Regions from separate parts of the Mus musculus genome. Here all the other regions are linked to region 3. Evidence: chromatin contacts called from public HiChIP or PLAC-seq data. All regions are on one chromosome and are shown on one strand. The core of a region is the stretch at or near the end of the contact, and the rest is flanking DNA. Distances in the headings are between cores, read along the strand shown. Region 1 overlaps Fer1l6 (fer-1-like 6 (C. elegans)). Region 2 holds the start of Mtss1 (MTSS I-BAR domain containing 1). Region 3 holds the start of Tmem65 (transmembrane protein 65). Region 4 holds the start of Fam91a1 (family with sequence similarity 91, member A1). Region 5 holds the start of Klhl38 (kelch-like 38). Region 6 overlaps Fam91a1 (family with sequence similarity 91, member A1).

The links. HiChIP or PLAC-seq counts read pairs in DNA pulled down with a chosen protein or histone mark.
Region 1: a FOXA1 HiChIP or PLAC-seq map of pancreatic cancer cells shows a contact between it and region 3. The contact joins the enhancer-like site here to the promoter of Tmem65 in region 3. A contact is called at or near these places in 1 of 39 promoter capture datasets (cranial neural crest), 1 of 15 datasets of contacts at CTCF or cohesin (the NIH/3T3 cell line), 4 of 484 Hi-C or Micro-C datasets (bone marrow-derived macrophages, cerebellum, nephron progenitors and 1 more) and 16 of 115 datasets of contacts at active chromatin or transcription factors (the NIH/3T3 cell line, the SCID.adh cell line, VIP interneurons and 12 more).
Region 2: a FOXA1 HiChIP or PLAC-seq map of pancreatic cancer cells shows a contact between it and region 3. The contact joins the promoter of Mtss1 here to the promoter of Tmem65 in region 3. A contact is called at or near these places in 4 of 484 Hi-C or Micro-C datasets (CD4 T cells and embryonic stem cells) and 1 of 115 datasets of contacts at active chromatin or transcription factors (pancreatic cancer cells).
Region 4: an H3K27ac HiChIP or PLAC-seq map of extraembryonic endoderm stem cells shows a contact between it and region 3. The contact joins the promoter of Fam91a1 here to the promoter of Tmem65 in region 3. A contact is called at or near these places in 16 of 39 promoter capture datasets (the 3T3-L1 cell line, the C10 cell line, the HPC-7 cell line and 10 more), 2 of 15 datasets of contacts at CTCF or cohesin (the NIH/3T3 cell line and large pre-B cells), 16 of 484 Hi-C or Micro-C datasets (B cells, CD4 T cells, the G1E-ER4 cell line and 11 more), 20 of 115 datasets of contacts at active chromatin or transcription factors (the SCID.adh cell line, acute myeloid leukemia, bone marrow-derived macrophages and 14 more) and 3 of 9 other capture datasets (adipose tissue, embryonic stem cells and liver).
Region 5: a contact with region 3 is called in an HNF4G HiChIP or PLAC-seq map of pancreatic cancer cells. The contact joins the promoter of Klhl38 here to the promoter of Tmem65 in region 3. A contact is called at or near these places in 2 of 39 promoter capture datasets (cranial neural crest and frontonasal cranial neural crest) and 1 of 115 datasets of contacts at active chromatin or transcription factors (pancreatic cancer cells).
Region 6: a contact with region 3 is called in an H3K27ac HiChIP or PLAC-seq map of extraembryonic endoderm stem cells. The contact joins the enhancer-like site here to the promoter of Tmem65 in region 3. A contact is called at or near these places in 7 of 39 promoter capture datasets (the HPC-7 cell line, cranial neural crest, embryonic stem cells and 4 more), 2 of 15 datasets of contacts at CTCF or cohesin (the NIH/3T3 cell line and large pre-B cells), 13 of 115 datasets of contacts at active chromatin or transcription factors (bone marrow-derived macrophages, embryonic basal ganglia, embryonic forebrain and 8 more) and 1 of 9 other capture datasets (adipose tissue).

The regions. Positions count from the first base shown.
Region 1 is chr15:58,545,647-58,548,730 of GRCm38.p6, forward strand. It overlaps Fer1l6 (fer-1-like 6 (C. elegans)), which reads left to right. Exons shown (of 41, transcript NM_001370912.1): 3 at 2,673-2,787. Among named protein-coding and RNA genes, the nearest start is that of Fer1l6, 37 kb to the left of the region's middle. Within about 2 kb of position 1,640, at least 20 of the 459 cell types and tissues checked have an H3K27ac peak or open chromatin away from gene starts, as enhancers often do. A contact at or near this core is called in the NIH/3T3 cell line and pancreatic cancer cells, where this site is marked.
Region 2 is chr15:59,080,543-59,083,496 of GRCm38.p6, forward strand. It overlaps Mtss1 (MTSS I-BAR domain containing 1), which reads right to left and starts at 1,484. Exons shown (of 15, transcript NM_144800.2): 1 at 914-1,484. The coding sequence starts at 985.
Region 3 is chr15:58,822,017-58,825,205 of GRCm38.p6, forward strand. Tmem65 (transmembrane protein 65) reads right to left here and starts at 1,411. Exons shown (of 7, transcript NM_175212.4): 1 at 827-1,411. The coding sequence starts at 1,112.
Region 4 is chr15:58,414,118-58,417,028 of GRCm38.p6, forward strand. Fam91a1 (family with sequence similarity 91, member A1) reads left to right here and starts at 1,351. Exons shown (of 24, transcript NM_145959.3): 1 at 1,351-1,660. The coding sequence starts at 1,589.
Region 5 is chr15:58,322,849-58,325,808 of GRCm38.p6, forward strand. Klhl38 (kelch-like 38) reads right to left here and starts at 1,321. Exons shown (of 4, transcript NM_177755.3): 1 at 1,111-1,321; 2 at 1-484. The coding sequence starts at 483.
Region 6 is chr15:58,431,265-58,434,361 of GRCm38.p6, forward strand. Fam91a1 (family with sequence similarity 91, member A1) reads left to right here. Exons shown (of 24, transcript NM_145959.3): 12 at 1-57; 13 at 1,251-1,363; 14 at 1,630-1,716. Among named protein-coding and RNA genes, the nearest start is that of Fam91a1, 17 kb to the left of the region's middle. Within about 2 kb of position 1,442, at least 18 of the 459 cell types and tissues checked have an H3K27ac peak or open chromatin away from gene starts, as enhancers often do. A contact at or near this core is called in extraembryonic endoderm stem cells, where this site is marked.

The DNA of each region.
Region 1 (3,084 bases), core at 390-2,889, 280 kb before region 3:
AACTGAGCAAGGCTTGGGTCAGCAGAGAACAGAGAAGGGTGGCAAGGCCAGGTGGTCAGGAGGAGCAGGTGGAAGCCAGATGGGACAGGACATCCACACTGAGTCACATGTGGACTTCAGATTGTTTCCTAAGTAGGGGTGGGAAGCCACTGGGGTGCTTTAAGAGAGGTCATGTGCTATCGTTCATTTTGGTTTTGTGAAGATCACTCTGCACAGATGGTGAGTGAGAGAGCATCATAAATCAATGGGCAAAGGAGTGCCAGCCATAAAGAAGCTGCTGCGGGGGACTTTCCTACGTTGAGAGGTCTCTCTCACACTCCAGAGTGTAAGCCCCAGAGGAAGGGGCCCATGGTCTGTTAGTTTCCTCTCCAGCATCCAACCTTGCACATTGTTTCACTTTTTGAGGTACCTAAGGATGCTTACTGCAATCTGCATCTAATGCCAGAAGCTCTGCATACATAAGGCTCAGTCATCTGCAGAGAATAGGCATTTATTTTATCTTGTTGCTGCAAGGCTACAAGCCACTCAACCCGGCACTAGTGTTTCCTCGGCTGACCCTTTGGTCTGGCTTTGGCCTGAGTTTCCTGACTGAGACCACAGTAAACAAGGTTCCTCTTCATCCAGCTCTTCTCTATTGCTACAGAGAATCAAATGTGGCCATGCCTGGGAGTGGGCTGATGGAGTCTCTCTCTATGGTGTTTTGTTTTGTTTTGTTTGTCTTGTTTTGTTTTGTTTTTGGCATAGTTGTCTGGTTAAAACCAGAACCCAAAAATGTCAAAGCTGGAAAGCACATTAGAAATAATTCGGTTGATGCACTTCTAGTTGAGTCTCAGAGGTCCTGGGAACAGCTACTGGGATGCCCTAGGGGAAAGCCTCATTTCCATCGCTCAGAATGACACCCGGAAAGCTTAAAACAAATGAGCTTTTGGCATAGAGTGTGTCATTTTGAGACTTTTCCCTTCCCAATATCTAGTTCTGCTTTGATTCACAGGTAGAAATTCCTAGATGATGAGATTTTTAAAAATACAAATACATACATTCTTATGCGTGCACACATATACATACACAAGTGCACACATTTGAACACATGCACACATGCAAGCATGCACACACAAGCACATACACACACACACGTGAGAGAGAGAGAGAGATATTCAATATATACTTGCATCTATAAAAAGAACCTGATTGCTTTAAACAGTTTTGAAGACCCTTTCCTCATATAATCATCATTTTATAGAAGGAAAAAGATCAGGAAAATCTTTCTGACTCACTTAAGCTTCCTTAGGCTGTGACAGGCACAGGGCTGGGGCACTGTTGTGTTTATCTTCCTAATGACTTTATGGTATATCAGGCACCAGCCCTGCCTTAACTATAGATAAGGAAAACATAGACCCACGGCAAGGTAAGTAAGGTGCACATGTGTGGCAACCTTGGGTCATCGGGCACTGTTCCCATGAATGACATCAGCATCCTCCCCTTAGGATGGGCAGATCTGAGGGTATGACTACAGTCCACTCACTTGACTTTGCTAAGTTCTTATAAATCTGTTTCCTTGGGGCTCCCTAGTGACCTGCTCTCCCTACAGTAGGTAAGTTGGTAGCTTAACACATGCGTTCTTTCACGGTTATGATGCCTAGATGCCTGATCCATGAGTCAGCATCTGTGGGCCAAAAACCTGAAGAACCTTTCTTCCCCTTCCAACTTCTGCATCACTCAGCATTCTGTCACTATGACAAAATTCCTGAGGTGACCATCTGATAAGGGAAAGATGTATTTTTAGCTCACAGTTTCAGTCCATGGATGCTTGGTTCTTAGGCAGCAGAAGAACCAAACATTGTAGGAATTCATTGTAGAGTAATAGCAGGGCAGGCCAGGATCCCGACCTCTACTGCATAGACATGCCCCTGGTTACTTAACTCCCTTCCACTAGGCCCCACATCTTACAGGTCTCCTACCTTTTAGGCATGGCATGATTTGACCACCAGAAATTCAACACATGACCTTGGGGACATTTAAGATCTAAACCATAACAAGGTGGGGTGAGGCTGTACTGTTCCTTGCTTTGTGATAGTTAGGGGTCAGGCTAATCTTTGTCTCCAGAGTCCCACAGCTGTCTTTGGCCCTGTTTAAAAATCTCTGTCTGCTCCTTCTTGTGATGATGCATATGATTGCAATGAGGTCCCACATGATAACACAGCATCATCTCCTTGTCTCCTTAGCCACTCCTGTGTCTGCAGTGGCTCCTACCGGCCCTGCTCAGCTTTCACTCTATGGACTTGTAGGATCCAGGGATGAGACCCTGTCTTTTTACAGCATGAGATTTTTGCTGTTAGAAGCTGGCTAGCACACTCAAGAATGACCACTCACTGGGATCTTGCCTCGGGTTTCCCGACTGTTTCATTTATTTTGGGAGACTGTTTTTGTCAAGGTCTTGGATAGGTTTCCTTAGTCTGTACATCTGTTTGTTTGAACCTTCTATCCCTTCTTACAAAGGAATGGATACACACACATTAAACTATGCATCTGTCTGCCTGGCTTTTCTGTTAATACCATATCTGATTCAATAGTGGTAGGGGCTCCGGTGCCTTCCATCGTGGTGGGCAGAAAGTGGAGGCTTGTTTACCATCATATACTTAACAAAAATCCTCTTTCTTCATTTGTTTCTCTAGATGGTAACGAGTCTGAAATACCACAGAAAGGACCTTCTCATCAGGAAGGTCCAGAAGACTTGACTAAGGACGATGCTTTCCTTGCACCCGGTCCCTCGGCTCCTTCAAAGAGAAGGTATGGTGTTTGTATAGTTAGCCCACTCACTTTGCACCCTGGGTATGCCAGGCTCCCAGAAGACTGGAGAGACCTAGTTTCTGTCCACCAGGAGCCAAAGGGCTAAGATGGGAAGAGAGTTCTGTGTTCATTCAACTTCTCTCAGAGTGGCAACCTTCAGATGCTGGCCAGCCTTCAGCACAATTCTGGTCCCACTAGCTTCAGGATGAGCTGTGCTGCTGGGAGCACAGGAATGAACACAAAGCCAGAAGGCAGGCTTGGGAGCTGTCCCTTAGCCTGATTTTTAATTCATCATGA
Region 2 (2,954 bases), core at 234-2,733, 260 kb after region 3:
CCCCCAATTCCCACTTCCAGGCAGCTCCTGGAACTGCTTCTATCTTATTAGGGTGGGTAACCTAAGTCACGGTGTACCTCTGAGCACCAGAAAACCCACAATCGAGGATCAGGTTATCTCCAGTCCCACCCTTTGCAGGAAAAGGCTAGGGTTGTTCCCCGCCCCCAACACACTCGCGCGCACTCACACGCACACACAATCCTTCCCAGAGAAGAGTGGGGTGTGGATGTGTGTTTGAGAGAGCTGGGTATAGTAGTTTTGGAAACCTCAACCTTGCCTTCCTGTTGTGAGCCTCTCAGGCTCGGGGTCCCTGGGAACTTCTGCGCCAAGCCCCGGGGGAGGGTATGGGGAATGCAAGGAACACCATCAGCAGCTCTGGAACAGACTAATTAATAACTAATTTGCTCAGATTCCCCTACTCCAGGTAGACCTGAAAGCCAAGCTTGTAACAACCCTGCCACCCAATCTCCCAGGCCGGAAGACTCTTTCCTGCAGCCAAGCAGGGGCCCCCACTACCGCTCCACCACCGCGCCAAGCACTCCACCCCAAACCCAGGGAGTCAGGTGTCCTCCAGGGCGTCCATCCTCCACGGGTCGCAGACACTCAGTCCAGGGACAGACAATGGAAAACTTGGAACTAGGGCCCTAAACCCCCAAAGGAACAAGATGGTGTCGCCCCCTGGGATTATGAATGCAGGGGTTGGTAAGTGGCATCAGACTCTCCCCCACTAGCCCCCGGGAAGTCGCCTGCCCAGTGACCCAGCACAGCCGGAGCAGTGCGGCGGGTAAGAAGGTGACACCCGGGTCGCCAGAGCTCCCGCAGGTGGCCGGCAGCGCCGGCGAGGGCCAGGCCGGCCGCGGTGGAGGGGAAGCCCCGCGGCGAGGTCAGAGCAGCCGCGCCCCCAGCGTCCTACCTTCATGTCGCTGATGATGGTCTGGAAGAGGCCTCCAAGCGCGCTGCATTCCTTCTCGATCACAGCCTCCATTTTCCCGGCGCGGCGGGGACAGGACACGCTCTCGGGGCGGCTGCACTGCGCACGGGGCCGGGCTCGCTCAGCCCGGGAGCGGTTTCACCCTGGGAGCGACCTACCTCCGGCTCGCCGCCGGTTTTGCAGAGAGCACGCGGTGCTCGCAATTTACTGCACTCTGCCCCCCCAAGTCCCAATCCAAGACGCCCAGCCGCTCCGGAGGGCGAGTCACCTATGTGCAGTGCTCGGCTCCTGGTCTCAAAAATGCCCGGAGAAGACTGACAATCAAGCCACCAAGAGTGCCCACGACGGAAAAGGCGAAGCCCATCTTGGTGCAGAGAAAACCGCCCGCTGACCCGGGGCCAGCGCCATTTACGAAAAAAAAAAAAATGTCTTCCAAATATAATTTTTTTCTGAAACTCCAAAATAAAGAAAGAGAGAACGAAAAAGGGCAGCAGCAGACGAGGTCAGCTCGCGTCGCCCGGATCTGTTGCTCGCAGACGCGGCCGCCGCCTCCTTTTTACTCCTGTGCGCCCGGCCCCGCGCTCGCTCTGGCGGTGCTCCCGGGGATGTTGCGAGGAGCGCACGCGCGCTCGCGACCGTCTGGCGCGGGAGCGCGGGGGAGGCGCGCGCCCGCGGCTCGTGCGTGAGCCGCCCGAGGGCGGGGCTGGGAGCGCGCGCTGGCTGAGAGGCGTGCAGAGCGCCTGCTGCAAGGAGGAGCTGGCGGGAGGGTAGGCGAGCCCGGTGTGCGTCTCCCGGACGTTCAGAGCGCCTCGTGCGGCGAGGGTCTCTGAGTGGAGAGGGCGAGTGAGCGCCCAGCCGCCCACAATGGCAGCTAGCGTGCAGGGAAGCCGCGCTGCACCTCCGGCCCCGCCCCTCGAGGGACCTGCAAGGTCGGCACGTTGAGCGCTGCGCCCCGCACCTGGTGAGCGACCAGTGAGGCGGGAAAGCTGTTACTGCTGTCGCTGCTGCAGCCTCTGGAGAAGAGGCCTCTTCGATGATGTCAGGACTGCAACGCCCGAGTCACGGCTGCAGGGAGCCAGCTACAAGATTAGGGAGAGTCTGGGAAGAGTATCCTGCGGTGGGATGCTGAGTTCCAGAAAGTTGCAGGGCGCTAGATTGATCTGCTGAGGCTGAGCGAACGCAAAGGGCATCAGGGTTCCTAATCACTTGCCCATCTGTCTGTACAGATCGTTGGCTGCATATGGCTGGAATGCTGATGGTTTTCCAGCCAGGGTTGCCATAGCCACAGAAAACCCCCTTGAGAAGTTTTTAAAAAGGGCACCAAAGACTGAGGTGGGCTTGATAAATGTGTCCCTAGCATCTCTGCCTAACTCCGTAGCCAGGAGCACTTATTCTGACGTCTTCCGGTGTCTGGTAGGGGATCAAATGGGCAACTTGTAAACGATCTTAAAGCACCTAATTGAACCGTTTGCAAGAGTCAACGGAACCCGTGTCGAGCTTGACCAAAAGGATCCTGTCAAATGCTGTAGTCCCAATTAACTCAGTTTAGTAAGTCATTCTTTCAACACTGATCAAAAGAATGTAGGGAACTCTGCACAGAACACTGATGTTTGTATTTTCCTTCAGGTCACTCTCCCTGACATCTGGAGAGGCCAAACCTTCTGTAAGTCACTTCTGTGCAGCAACCCTGCTGCTTCCGGCCCTTAAGGAGATTCAGTTGCAAATACCTCACCTGCACCTTGCCCATATTAGTACTTGACACGTGCTGTGTTCTCCGGAATTGTTTTTTTTTATGTTAATGTCGCTGTTATTATAATGATCCAAGTCACGGGACTGGCTGGTACAAGCTCCATTTTACAACCCATGAACCCTGTGGCCTTGAGTAAGTTATCTGAGCCCTCTGGGCCACAGTGTTCTCCTTGGTAACCAGGAGTGATGGTGGTACTTACCTGATAGCTGTCTTAAGCATTGCACGAGCTAATAAGTGAAAATGCTTCAAGTGGTATTTGATACAAGGGAAGTC
Region 3 (3,189 bases), core at 161-2,660:
TGTTTTTGTGTATACAACAGAATTTACATAGCAAGAAAAAAAAAACTTTAAAGACTGAATCCATTGTAGTCTTTGCATCTTTTCAATGCCTTTTCACATACACTCAAATTCTGACCTACCACATTCCGCACTTGTTTTAAAAATATCCTATCTTAACGTGTCTGTTTAAAAATAGCTTTCCTTTCATCCTTTCCCAATTATTTTTAAGTAGAAGTGTGCTTTTCATTTTCAAGTCACAGATTTCTTAGCCCCAACCACCCAAAAACTCACTTCATTCTTTCAAACTCCAAGGAAACAAACTCTGGAGTTCAATTTGAATCTCCAGACTTCCAGTACACACTCAGTTGCTGGCTCGATACAATCTTTCCTTGGGCCATTTCACAACCAAATGTGAGAAGCAATATAACAAACCAAGAGCATCTTGGGAGGGGACATCCACACACCTTCAAGAAAGTTTCCGGCTGCCTGCCCAGTTCCTGGCACTTTCTTAGACCAGGCAGGGCATGCCACCTGCATGGGTACACGGTCTCAGGAAGACACCAAAGGCTTAGGGAATGGAGGGCTGGAGAGAGGAGGCACAGGACAAACCAAAACACAACCCTGAGAGGCAGCTGACATTTCAGGATGAAGCTCCGAAATTCCACGGCCAGGGAGGCACCAGCCAAGCTCGGCCCTAACTACCTGGCACGATCCGCTCGTGTCCTGTCTTGGGGACACTCGGAAGGTGGAAAGTTTCCCCTTTCGGCCGTGCCAGGAGCGGGGCAGAGTGTGGGGAGGCGACAGGGGTCTGAGAAGTAGGTCTTCCCAGGCGGCCCCACCCGCTTACCTTGTGCGATGGCAATGGACTCGAAGCGGTGCAGCTCTTTGAGCAAGCAGCTCCTCTCCGTGGAGTGCAGGCTGTAGATGAAGTCGCGCGCGCCCTGCGCCGTGTTCAGCGCCTCCATGGGCTCCTTCTTGGGGTGTGTGCCCAGAAGCCGGGGACCGCCGGGAACCCCGAGCGCCAGCAGTCCCCGGCCGCAGCAGCACCAGGACGGCAGGCGGGGCGCGGCGGCAGGGCCGGGCCTCAGGCTGCGCGCCGTCCGGCTCCCCAGCAGCGGCAGCAGCCGGGACATGGCGCTGGAGCGCGACCCCCGCAGCGGTCCCAAGGGAAGACGGCTTCGGGGCGCAGCTGGACAGAGGCTCAGGAGCTGGGCTCAGCCCGGCCCCGCCCCGGGTCCTCCTGACGCGCGGCCCGGGCGCCCGACACCATGCACTCGGCGGGCCCGCGCGGCGACCGCCTCCCAGCCGTGCCCGCTCCGCTTCCCGCAGGCCGTGAGCCCGGGAAAACTTTCTGCGCCGCGGCCGGGCCGGGAGCTCGGAGCGGGCGGGCGGTGCGGGCGGGCGGGCGCCTCCCGGATGAGGAGCGGCGGCGCGGGCGAGCTCGGCGAGCGTGTCTGATCTTCCAGAGGGATGAGTCACCGCGCGCCGCCCTCCTCCGGCGCCGCCCTCCGCCGCCGACCGCTTTCCCACCCTCTGGCCTCACGCCGGCCTCACTCGGTAGGGCTGCTGCGCCCTCAAAGCAACCGCGCCGTGACAATCAGGCCCGAGCCGCAGCCGCCACCCCTAGCGGCGGAGCCCGGGATAGGAGGGCGGGGCGGCAGGGACTGGGCGGGGACTGGGCGGGGCCACGCAGGCGCATAGCCGCTTGGGAGGGAGCTCATCCTGGAGTCTCCACCCACTCCTTTGCGTGGCAAGGAAAGGAAGGGGTGCTTACCCCGTCAGACGGCATCCGCCTGTGTTAAATGCACGGCAGAGAGCAGCAAAATAGAGTTCAGGGCTGGATGCCCGGCGGGGTGGTGCAGCTCCCGCACTGCTCTCCGAAGCACCGTCCTAAATCTGGAGTTCGGACGGCCCTGGAGGAGCAGCCGGATGGATAAGAGCCTCGTGGGGTCACCGCACCCAGCCCAGGCCTGCGGGACATGAAGCACAAAGAGCCGCACCCTTCGCCAAGCCAGAGAGTGCCCACCGAGGCCAGACAGTGCGGCGCTGAAACGCCCTCTCTGGCAGCACCCTGGGGAAGGCGGCAGGGCCGGCTCAACCCGTCCCAAAAAGAGGAGGGTGTGAGGCTGAGACTTAAGATTTGGGGAGGAGAATACTCTTCCCTGACCCGACAGCTGTTTACTTGGAGATTGTCAACTCTGGAGCCAGGGCGAGAATGTCATAAACCTTTATCGAATGGTCTCTGGGGATTTATGTCCCTCTTTTGGTGCCACGCGGAGGAGAGACTCATCCCTCTTGCCCAGATCCTAGATATTTGCAAGGCCAGGGTCAAATGTCACCTCCTTCATGAAACGTTCCCTTCTTTGTAAGGAAGATCACTGCTTTATCTGAACCTATCTGAGGACACTTAGGCACCCTATCTTAGAAAAATAAATCTGCTTAGACGATAAATCTACTCAAGTGTAATCAAGATCCAAATCCCCTCCTTATCGTAACCACTGCTGCAGCTCAGAACCTTGCATGAAGTGAATGTGCTATAAGCACGTAAGACAGCACAGCCAGTCCCACAGCTGTGGTTTTGAACTTGCAAATGCAATGAACCTCAGACCAAAAGTACTTGGAAAAAAAAGATGTATCTGCAGACTTTCTCATTATTCCGTTAATGGAACAGTGTAACAACTATTTCCGTGCACCTACACTGTATTGGTTATTATAAGTAATCCAGAGATGATTTAAAGTATGTCGGAGAGTCCAATCAGCTGTACTTTTATAAACCCTTCAGTTAAAATTAATGTCCTCAAGAGTGAACGGGAGGGGGGACGGGGGGGGGGAGGCTAACTGGGGGGGGGGGGGAGACCCTCCCCTAGAGTGGGTGGCACCTTCTGCCGGGTGGCCTAGAGAAGAAGAGGACTCCTCGAAACTCTGAAATTCCCATATTGCTTCTTTACACTGCCTTCAATTCTTACCAGAGAACGTGTCCACCTTTGTTCCTACTGCTGCCCTCCACTGACACCACTGTTCCCTTCTACAGCCTTCTGAGCTGGAATGACAACCAGAAACCCTTCAGGACTCTTCCAAGTCCCAAGCACCAGATTTGGACTGTGGCCAAATCCAGCTTCATGTACAGTGTGTGTGTGTGTGTTGTGGGAGCGGGGGGGGGGGGGGGGGGGAGGGTCCTGCAAGCTCTACAGCAGCAGGGAAATGAACTAC
Region 4 (2,911 bases), core at 101-2,600, 410 kb before region 3:
CGAATTATGAAAAATGTAGGGGGTATTTATTTCACTAACTCTAAATGAACTTTCCTAAACTAAAGCAGGAGACAGAATATTTCTATGAAGGGTGTTCCTGAGGAATTCACAGGATGGTTCCAATAAACAGCCTTGGGCTGGGCCTGGACAGTTGGCCCAGCAGCTAAAATCACTTGCTTTTGTTTAGCAAAAAAAAATCTGAAATCCAACTTCTGGGCACCTGATATCTGATGCTCTCTTCTGGCCTCTGAAGGTACAAGGCACACTGGTGGTGCACACACACACACACACACACACACACACACACACACATGCAGGCAAAACACTCATACATAAAATAATACATTGTGAAAACCAGTGGGCTCTGCCATTCTGAGGGCTCTTGTAGCCCTGCCAACCTCACTTTCTTCTTCTGATAGGCCTAGTCGCTGTGGCAATGTTTCACTGACTGTTGAGGCAAGGGAATGATACATAGTAGACAGATCATACTTTTGAATACTGTTGCATTACTGGAGTTCAGAACATTTTAGCTACGTTGAGGAGGATCTCAGCAGGATAGGAAGTTACTGCGATCAGATAACCAGACCAATACACCTATGTAAGAGCAGTGTGTACCATAATAGTTTCAAATAATTAGATATAATGGCATGCCTCAGACTGGCCAGTTGTTGAGGTATGGATTAAGCGTCTTTAATGTTTTCAGTTCTTATCAGTAGTGTATAACAAAACATGACTTAAAAACATTGCTTTAAAATGAAAAAATAGACAAAGAACCACTGAAGTCTTGCAGTTAAATGAGTTTGCTTAGGAAATAAAATATACTCTGGAAGAAACCGTTCCCAAAGACCTCAGGAGAGCTGTAGGGATAACCATCCCAGTTCTGCGTTTAAAAAGGCGATCGAAGCAAGTTAACATTTCTGCACCTCAAATCCCTACATTTTAAGAATTTGGATCTTGGAAGGAGTCCAACGTTCTCCATCCCCAGGATACAGCGAATGCTTGGAAGGGATGACGCCGCTAGCGACTCTAGGCCAATGGGTGGGGGGGGCCCAGGCATACTCGGTGTTCTCTTGTTCGGCAGGGTGGCGAGAGTGGTTCTTTCATTAGAAGCGCTTTTGCTCAGACAACCGACAGAGCCATTGGAGACACACATTCGGGAAACTGAGTCACACAAACCCAGAGGTGCAGACCAGGGAGCCTCTGTCACCCCAATGCGCAGGCGCGGCTGGCTGGGCTCGGAGGGTCTCTGAGTCCCGCCTTCCTCGCACCGTTCAACCACGTGCGGGGGGTGGGGTGGGGGCGGAGCTCCACGCTCGGACCTAGGCCAGTGAGCGGAAGTGACGTCGGCACAGAGCCATTTCCGGCAGGCCGAAACTAGGAAGAAACTTGGAGCTGCCGAGGCGCGGGTCGTAGTTGGCGCTCCCGTCCGTGCCCCGTGGCCGGCGCCGCGCGGACCTGTGGGGGCCTGGCCATGGGGCGGCGCCGTGCTCGTGCGGCCTAGACGTGCGGGCTCCGCTGACAGGCCGGGCGCTCGCGGGCGGCAGGCGGCGTGGCAGCCGCGGCCGCCGCGGGCCTGGGCTCCGGCATCATGAACATCGACGTTGAGTTCCACATCCGGCACAATTATCCTTGGAGCAAGTTGCCAACGAACGTGAAGCAGGTATGGCTCCGCCCTGCTTCTCTGTCGCCTGACCTGCGGGCCGTCGGGGGGCTCGGGGAAACTGGGCGTGCGCTGTCTCCCAAGAAGGCTGGACGGGTGTCCCCCCGGACTCGCCTGGTACCTCGGCCTGCAATCTTTATTTTAATAAAGTCCCCGGGCCCCCAAACTTGAGAGTGGTGGGAGAAGGGAGTGCAAAGCGACAGATCACACGTACCTCCTCTGGAGCGTTTCTGGGGGTTAGGTTGCCTGCTTGGAGTTGCATGTGTAACTGAAAGCATTTAAAGTTGGCCCTGGAAGACCACTAAAAGTTACTAAGATGAGGAACGAAGGCCCTCCACCCCCGGGAAGAGGGAAGAGTACGTCTCCGGAGCTGTGAACAATCACCAGAGTTCGGAGACGTGTTCCGATCCACTTGGAAATGTTGGCTGGATGCGTGAGGGTGATAGCTGCCGAGGCTGACAGAGCAGTCAGGCCTGATTTGGAAGGGTACGTGTGTGGTTTGTGTTGTCGGACTTCGTCCTTTACACAGCCTGAGTTTATAAAGGATCAACGGGAGCATGACCCGAGGGGTTTTGTTTTTGTTTTTTAATCGAATGCTTACAATGAATGGTAGTTTTACTCAGTCGTGTTTACTGAGCATGCAGATAGTTTAAGGATCCTGCCTCCACGGAGAGTCTTTTCTGTCAGAGACAGAGTAAATGGACTGGTGAAAGAAAAGAACGGATAGGTGGTTTGAACTTTTACGAAGGCCTTGATGTGTGTGCTTACATGTATAGTATGTTTACTACATGCAATGCAGGGGTTCGCTGCCCACCGTTTCTAAGTTCCTCTGATTTCTGGTTTCTCTTGGTGGTGGGCAGCAGGTATACTTTTGGAATTATGGAATGGTGGTGGTAATGTTTTTATGATTCTTGTGATTTACTTTGAGTCCTAGTTCTAGAGAACGAGTTAAGGGTCTGGTGGACATCACGTGACAAAATACTTCTAAGACACCAGAACCCTAGGTGTGTTTCAGGGGCAAAGGTCTATAGGTTGTCAAAGATGTCAAGTTTCTGAAACTTGAAAAAAGGAACAAGTCTAAATCTTTGGGAATAAGTTCCTCTTAAATTTGAATGAGTTTAGCAGATAGTTTTTGTTCTTTAGATACATATGTTCTGAGACATATTTGAAGACAACTAGAGTAAATAGTTCATTTCCTTTTTAAATAGCTTATACCCAACTTAAATAATTGATTCTATTAGGATTGGCAAA
Region 5 (2,960 bases), core at 71-2,570, 500 kb before region 3:
AGTCAGGGCCACCTCCTTCGCTTTCTTCTTAAGGCTGTCACAGCTTAAGATTTCTGCGAGTCTGACTAGGCCCAGGCAATTGCTGGGGGCCAGCTGGCTCTGGAGGTATGAGGAGCAGGCCTCAAACACCCGGGGATACTGCAGCATGGCAGCAGCCTCCATCAGTGGGAGGACGTTGGCAGCTGAGATATGAACCTCTCCCGTATACACATACGTAATGACCTGCTCCAGAGTTGTGGAACTGATGCCTTTCATCTGCACTTTGGCCTCTCTGCTCTCCCGGAAGTGGCTGCAGAACATGGCCTTGAAGTAGGGGCTGCTGGAGGCCAGCACACTGCGGTGACAAGGGACCTCCCAGGCCCCGGAGCAGATGCTCACATCAGTCAGGATCTTGCTTTGTCTTAAGCCATTGAGCTGTCTTAACAAGTCAGAGGAGAAGCTGTGGTCTTTGAAGACAACCCCATCTGGTAACTCCTCATCCATCCTACAAAGAAGAAGGGATGCTTCAGACGGAAGCAAAATCAAGGCTTTCTCACAGAGTACACTGGAAGGGTTAGCTGTGGGGGCTCCAAGTCTCATTTATCTATTTACCACTATCTATTTACCAAGACAGTGGAATCACGAACAGTAGACCACATTGTACATCCAAGAGGAAACCACCCTCACCCTAGACCACAGAGTGATCTACTTCAGGCTGTTATTATCTTCAGAGATAAAAGACACACAGCATCTCCAGCTATGCACAGGCATCTTCCAACCAAAGTGAATAGTCAGGGACTCACATATTAGCCTGACACGAGAATAGTCCATGCCTTTGATAAGAAAGGTACACTTTTGTCCAGATTCTCATCAGATTTGCCAGGTAATTCATCTAGGAATCTTTCTGAGGGTTAGTTGCTCACCAAGGCTAGAATTCGAGGGTGTGGTCATCTGGTCACAGAAGTGATGGGGTCACAGTGGGCTGCTGCAAGATCTAGATAGAAGACTCTGGGCTCTTTGGTTTTTATTTTAAAGATGCAATTAATAGAGAACAAAGACCAAACACTTCTGTGGTTTATTGGTGACACTGGCTGTCTGCCTGCTGAGAAATGACATATGAGGGACACTTACCTTGTTTTGCTGCAGTGACATCCACTGATGCTGGGTCTGTCTTGTCCTCTCAAGATTTCTACCTTAGGCTCGGAATAAAACCATAAAGCCCGGGCCTTTCCGTTGGCAAGTTCTCTGTCCTCGGAGAGTTCTGGGTTTGTTTATGCTGCAGGCACTTTCACAGTTTCTAGAGCTCTGTACAAGGGCTGCCGGGCAGGCAGACAGTGTATACATTCCAAGGCTAAGAATAGCCGCATATGTACTTTCCAATGTTATGACATGTGACTTTCCAGTTGCCTTTTGCAGCCACCCGAGGGCCTGCAGGGCTGCGCATGCCCACATGCCTTGTTTCCTTGGCGAGTGTTTACATCGGTATAAATAGAAAGAGAGGAACGCGTTCTCTGAACAAGGCTTTGCTGCCCATTTGGACACATCCCGAGCCCCTTGTCCTAAGAGTGCCTGGGAACTCTAGATGTCTGTAAACAGGTTGCTGTGACCTGTGCAGAATCATTGAAGGCAGCTCTGGGTCACAGTCGAGGTAGCAGGTGCTCATGGGAGGGGCAGAGAGTGGACAGAGCCCTGGGTGCTCTTCAGGGGACATCCATGTAGCACCTCCTGCCTGAGAGGACTTCTGTGAGGGCTCCAGTTTCCCTTTTAGGCTATCAAGGCAAAGGAGCCCAGAGGAAAGGCTCTTTTTGCTTGTTTTTTGCTTGCTTGCTTGCTTGCTTGCTTGCTTGCTTGCTTGCTTGCTTGCTTCTTAAATATTTTTAGTAATCTGTATAGTCTTGTGAAAGTCCTGACTCTAATCAGGCATTCTGTCCCCATGTCTGTCTGTCTGTCTCCCCCCCTCCCTCCCTCCCTCCCTCCCTCCTTCCCTTCCTCCCTCCCTTCCTTTCTCGCTCCCTATTTGTGTATTCTGACTTATAACAACTGTTGAGTCTGCCACCTGCCCCTTCTGGATACCTGCTAACTGCTCTTCAGCTGGGCTCTCTTACACTCAGCCTTCCTTTTCTGTCTCCTCTCACCAGACAGAAGTGAGTTAGATGCAAGGGGCAAGGCACAGTGATCCAGGTGGAAAAAGAGCAGTGGAGAATGGGATGAGGAGAAAGGAGGAGGAGGAAGAAGAGAGGATCAGAAGGGGTAGAGGAGAGTGAAGAGGAGGGAAGGATGGAGAAAGAAGGAAGGGAAAGAGAAAGCAAGAGGGAGGGAGGGAAGAGGAAGAGAAGATAAGAAAAATAAAATGGAGAGGAAAGAAAGACTGAAGAAGGAGGGAGAAGGAGGAAGAGAAGGCAAGGTGGAGGGAGACAGAGAGGGATGGAAGGAAGAAGCTGAGGAGAAAGGAGGGGAGGGAGGAAGGAGGAGAGGGAGGGAGAAAGAATGAGGAGGAAGAGGAGGAAGAAAAGGTACTATAGAGGGAAAGAGGGTGGAAAGAAGAGGAGGAGCAGGAGGACCTGAAGAAAGAAGAGAAGGGAAATACTGGTGGGGGTGAAGAAGGCAATGGCAGAGGCGGTCAGGTCCACAGTAATGAGCGTTGGATCACCAGAAGGGCTGGGGGCGGGACAAGCATGTGTCACTCATCTGGGCACTGCTGTCCATGATTGCTCTAGTCACGAGTGAGCCACATAAAGGCCTGGCTTCCTCTTCCCACATTGCTCAGACTTTTGTGACAGTCCTTGTTTCTAGTTTCTCCACTGTTACTACCTCCACCTTGTTGGCACAGAGTAACCTCTGGGAAGACAAGTCAGGACTTGCCAGGCTCCATGTCACACCTCTGCTGGCTCCCGTGTCAAGAGCGCTTCTTAGGAGGAGGCTGGTTGGTCTCCTGACTCTTCCCAGAAACACACCTCCCACTTGCATATTTTTATACTTGC
Region 6 (3,097 bases), core at 192-2,691, 390 kb before region 3:
CCGTGCAAGAAGCCTCTTCTGCTACTGACACAGACACAAATAGTCAAGAGGATCCAGGTCAGCAGCCGCTCACCTCAGTGTGCTTTACAGTCTGTCTGTCGGTGCGCCCTATGTCCAGACACAGCCCTGCATCTCCTTTATAGCTCTGCTTTTGGCTTCCTATGTGGTGTGCAGTCTGAGTCCTTACCAGTGTTGTGAACACCGAAGGTATAGGACAAATAAGAACGTGGCATTTACTGTCAGGAAGTTAAGTTGAGGGAGGAAGGGATGGAGTATAGCCCCCCAACATAAATAGTCGTAGTGTCTGGGGCTGCAAAAATAAACAAAGTCCCAACCTTTGCCTTCAGGAATAGGATGTGGTTAGAGCGGCTGTGAATTCACTGGTCACACAGGAAAGGCCATGTTAGCCAGAGAGAGAGTGCCAGCTAAGGCCAAAGGGAGACGCTGAGGGTACTCGGAGCCTGGGCTGGCCTTTCTCCTGTTCTGCCTGTCACCTGGGCCACACACTCAGGAACATAAGCCTGTTGGTAGTGCTTATTGAGCTGATGATTACCAAGGATGTTTGTTTATGGTTTTCAAGGAAATTAACTGTGCTTGTAGGCTTTTCTCTTGCTCTGATAAAACACCAAGACCAAAAGCAACTTGAGGAGGAAAAGGGTTTATTTGAGCTTCCAGCTCACAGCCCGTTGTGAAGGGAAGCCAAGACAGAAACAAGCAGGAGTTCAGGCAAAGGCCCCTGAGGAGTGCTGCTCACTGGTTTGCTCCCCAGGCTCCAGCTCTTTCTCATACTTCCCAGGACCATCTGCACAGAGCTGGGCCCTCCCACATCAATCAGTAGTCAAGAAAATGCCCCACTTATGTGCCTTCAGGCTAGTGTCTCAGAGATATTTTCTCAATTGAGATTCTCCCTTCTTCAGTGATCCTGGCTTGTATCAGTTTGATTTGACAAACTAGCGCAAGAACACAAATCTAAATGTCTTAAAAAAAAAAAAAAGAAAGAAAGAAATGGTACATATCTGTAATCTTTGTACCAGGGAGCTAGATGCAGGAGGATTGGAATTCAAGGCCAGTCCTTGCTACATAGTGAGACCCTGATGCAAAATACTTGAATATCTTAAGACTATGGTATTGGTTATATTTAATTAAGTTTGTTTGGCTGTTCAGATAAAGCTGAAGCAAAAACTTAGTTCAGAAGATAAGCAAAGAAGGCTTTCATTGACTTGATTCCATATTTCATTTTTTTCTTTCAGCTGACACGGCCAGTGTGAGCAGTTTGAGTCTGTCCACTGGGTACACAAAGCGAATTGCATTCCTGTTTGACTCCACTCTGACTGCATTCTTAATGATGGGAAACCTTTCACCGGTGAGTGGTATGCTGTGGGTGTAACGAGGTTTCAGTAAAGATAAGATATAAAGTCATTTGCTGCTGTGCAAATGTCTTTAAGATTAGAACAGGTCCTGAAAGCAGCCAGCTGTGTTACATTCCTGTGAGCAGTGTGAGTGTCCAATGAGGAGTGAAGCACACGCTCACGTTGCCTGTCCTTCAGTTTTAATGTAGTAGAAGCATAGTAAATGTTGTTAGCATAAAAAAAGGAAAAGCAGAGTTTAATAATGTGCTTCTTTTTGCAGAACTTGAAAAGCCACGCAGTCACCATGTTTGAAGTAGGCAAACTCTCAGATGAGTCTCTGGACAGCTTCCTTATAGAATTAGAGAAGGTGAGTGCCCTGGGCTGCCCGTCTGGGACCTTTCCTACTGCACACCAGGGCGGCTCTCCAGTGTACATGCTCCTTGTCCTGGAGCTTGGGATATTCCTGCTGCTTCCTGTCTCTGCTCTACCCCATCTTCTCCTGTGGAGCTCTTTAGACGTCAGCACAGTGAAGGAGTGAATGAGTTCTGTGATTTGTAAGGTGACATGACTAACTTCTAATATGATTTGATATGCTGAGAAACAGGGTAGAGATATTTTAGCCCGTGTACTGTCTATAATCTTTTCTATCTAGCCTTTTATTATTTTTAATTTGATAGGACTGAGGTAAGGTCTGAGGCTGTTGTTATTTAAGTTTTTGTTCCTGTTGTTTTTAATGTGGAGCGGTGTTCCTGAGTGTTATAGTTATGCCTGCTGTATTGTCTCTCCCTGTGAGTGAGTGAGCCCAGTCCCTCACGCTGCTGCTGCTTCTCACTGCTTTCATCCTGGCCCCTGGTCTTTGTGTTCTCTTTGTCAGACCTGCAACCTGGCTAATAGTTTAAGTAGATTTTTGTGGTTTAGTTATGAATTTTATATGTTAAATGTTCAATTTAGAGAATTTGTAGTGGTTTTGTAATTCCTTTAGTCATAAATAAATAGGTTTTTACTATTCCATAGGAATTTTATATTCATTAGTGCAAAAAATATATGAAATAATACTGTTGTAATAAATGTTTAATGTCAGTTGGGGGTTTCTATCCATCCTTTGATCATTCAGTTCCCAGATAAAAGACATACAACTTTTATATTTATAATAAGCCTTTAACGCATTAGAGCTAGGCATATATCTATCCTCTAAGCTACTAAAACCCCCTTCCTCACTAATAATGCTGAGTTATAACTTGCCTTGTTCCATGTGGGCAGCTCTTAACCCCCATTGGCCAGTGCTCATGGCGGTGTGTTCATGACTCACATGTCCCATGGCATCTTCTCTCCCCACCTTCTCTCTCCCCTGCACCCCCTCCCCTCATGGTTCTCTTCAGACCCCAAGCCTGGGAACCCAAACTCGGCCTCCCTCTCTTCTTCCCAGCAATAGGCTGTGGGCATCTTTATTCAGTCAGTAGTTCTCAATTAAGAAGCAAGGTCACATAGCACCACTTGGTGTACACGTGGATTCTCTTGTCCCTGGGCAGCCCTTGGGCCAGTATTTAGTGGTACAATAAAGAGCAACAGACCAAACCTCAACATAATACCTACCAATTGGTTTTGTGTTTGTAATCTCCATTCCTTATTCTTCCAGATGTTTTGTTAGTTATGGTTTTTATCTCTTACTGTACACTTCATGTTCTGATCTGATTATTCTTGTATGCTTTTTTTGAATGAAGCAGAACTGGCTTTGGAACTTTTCCCTC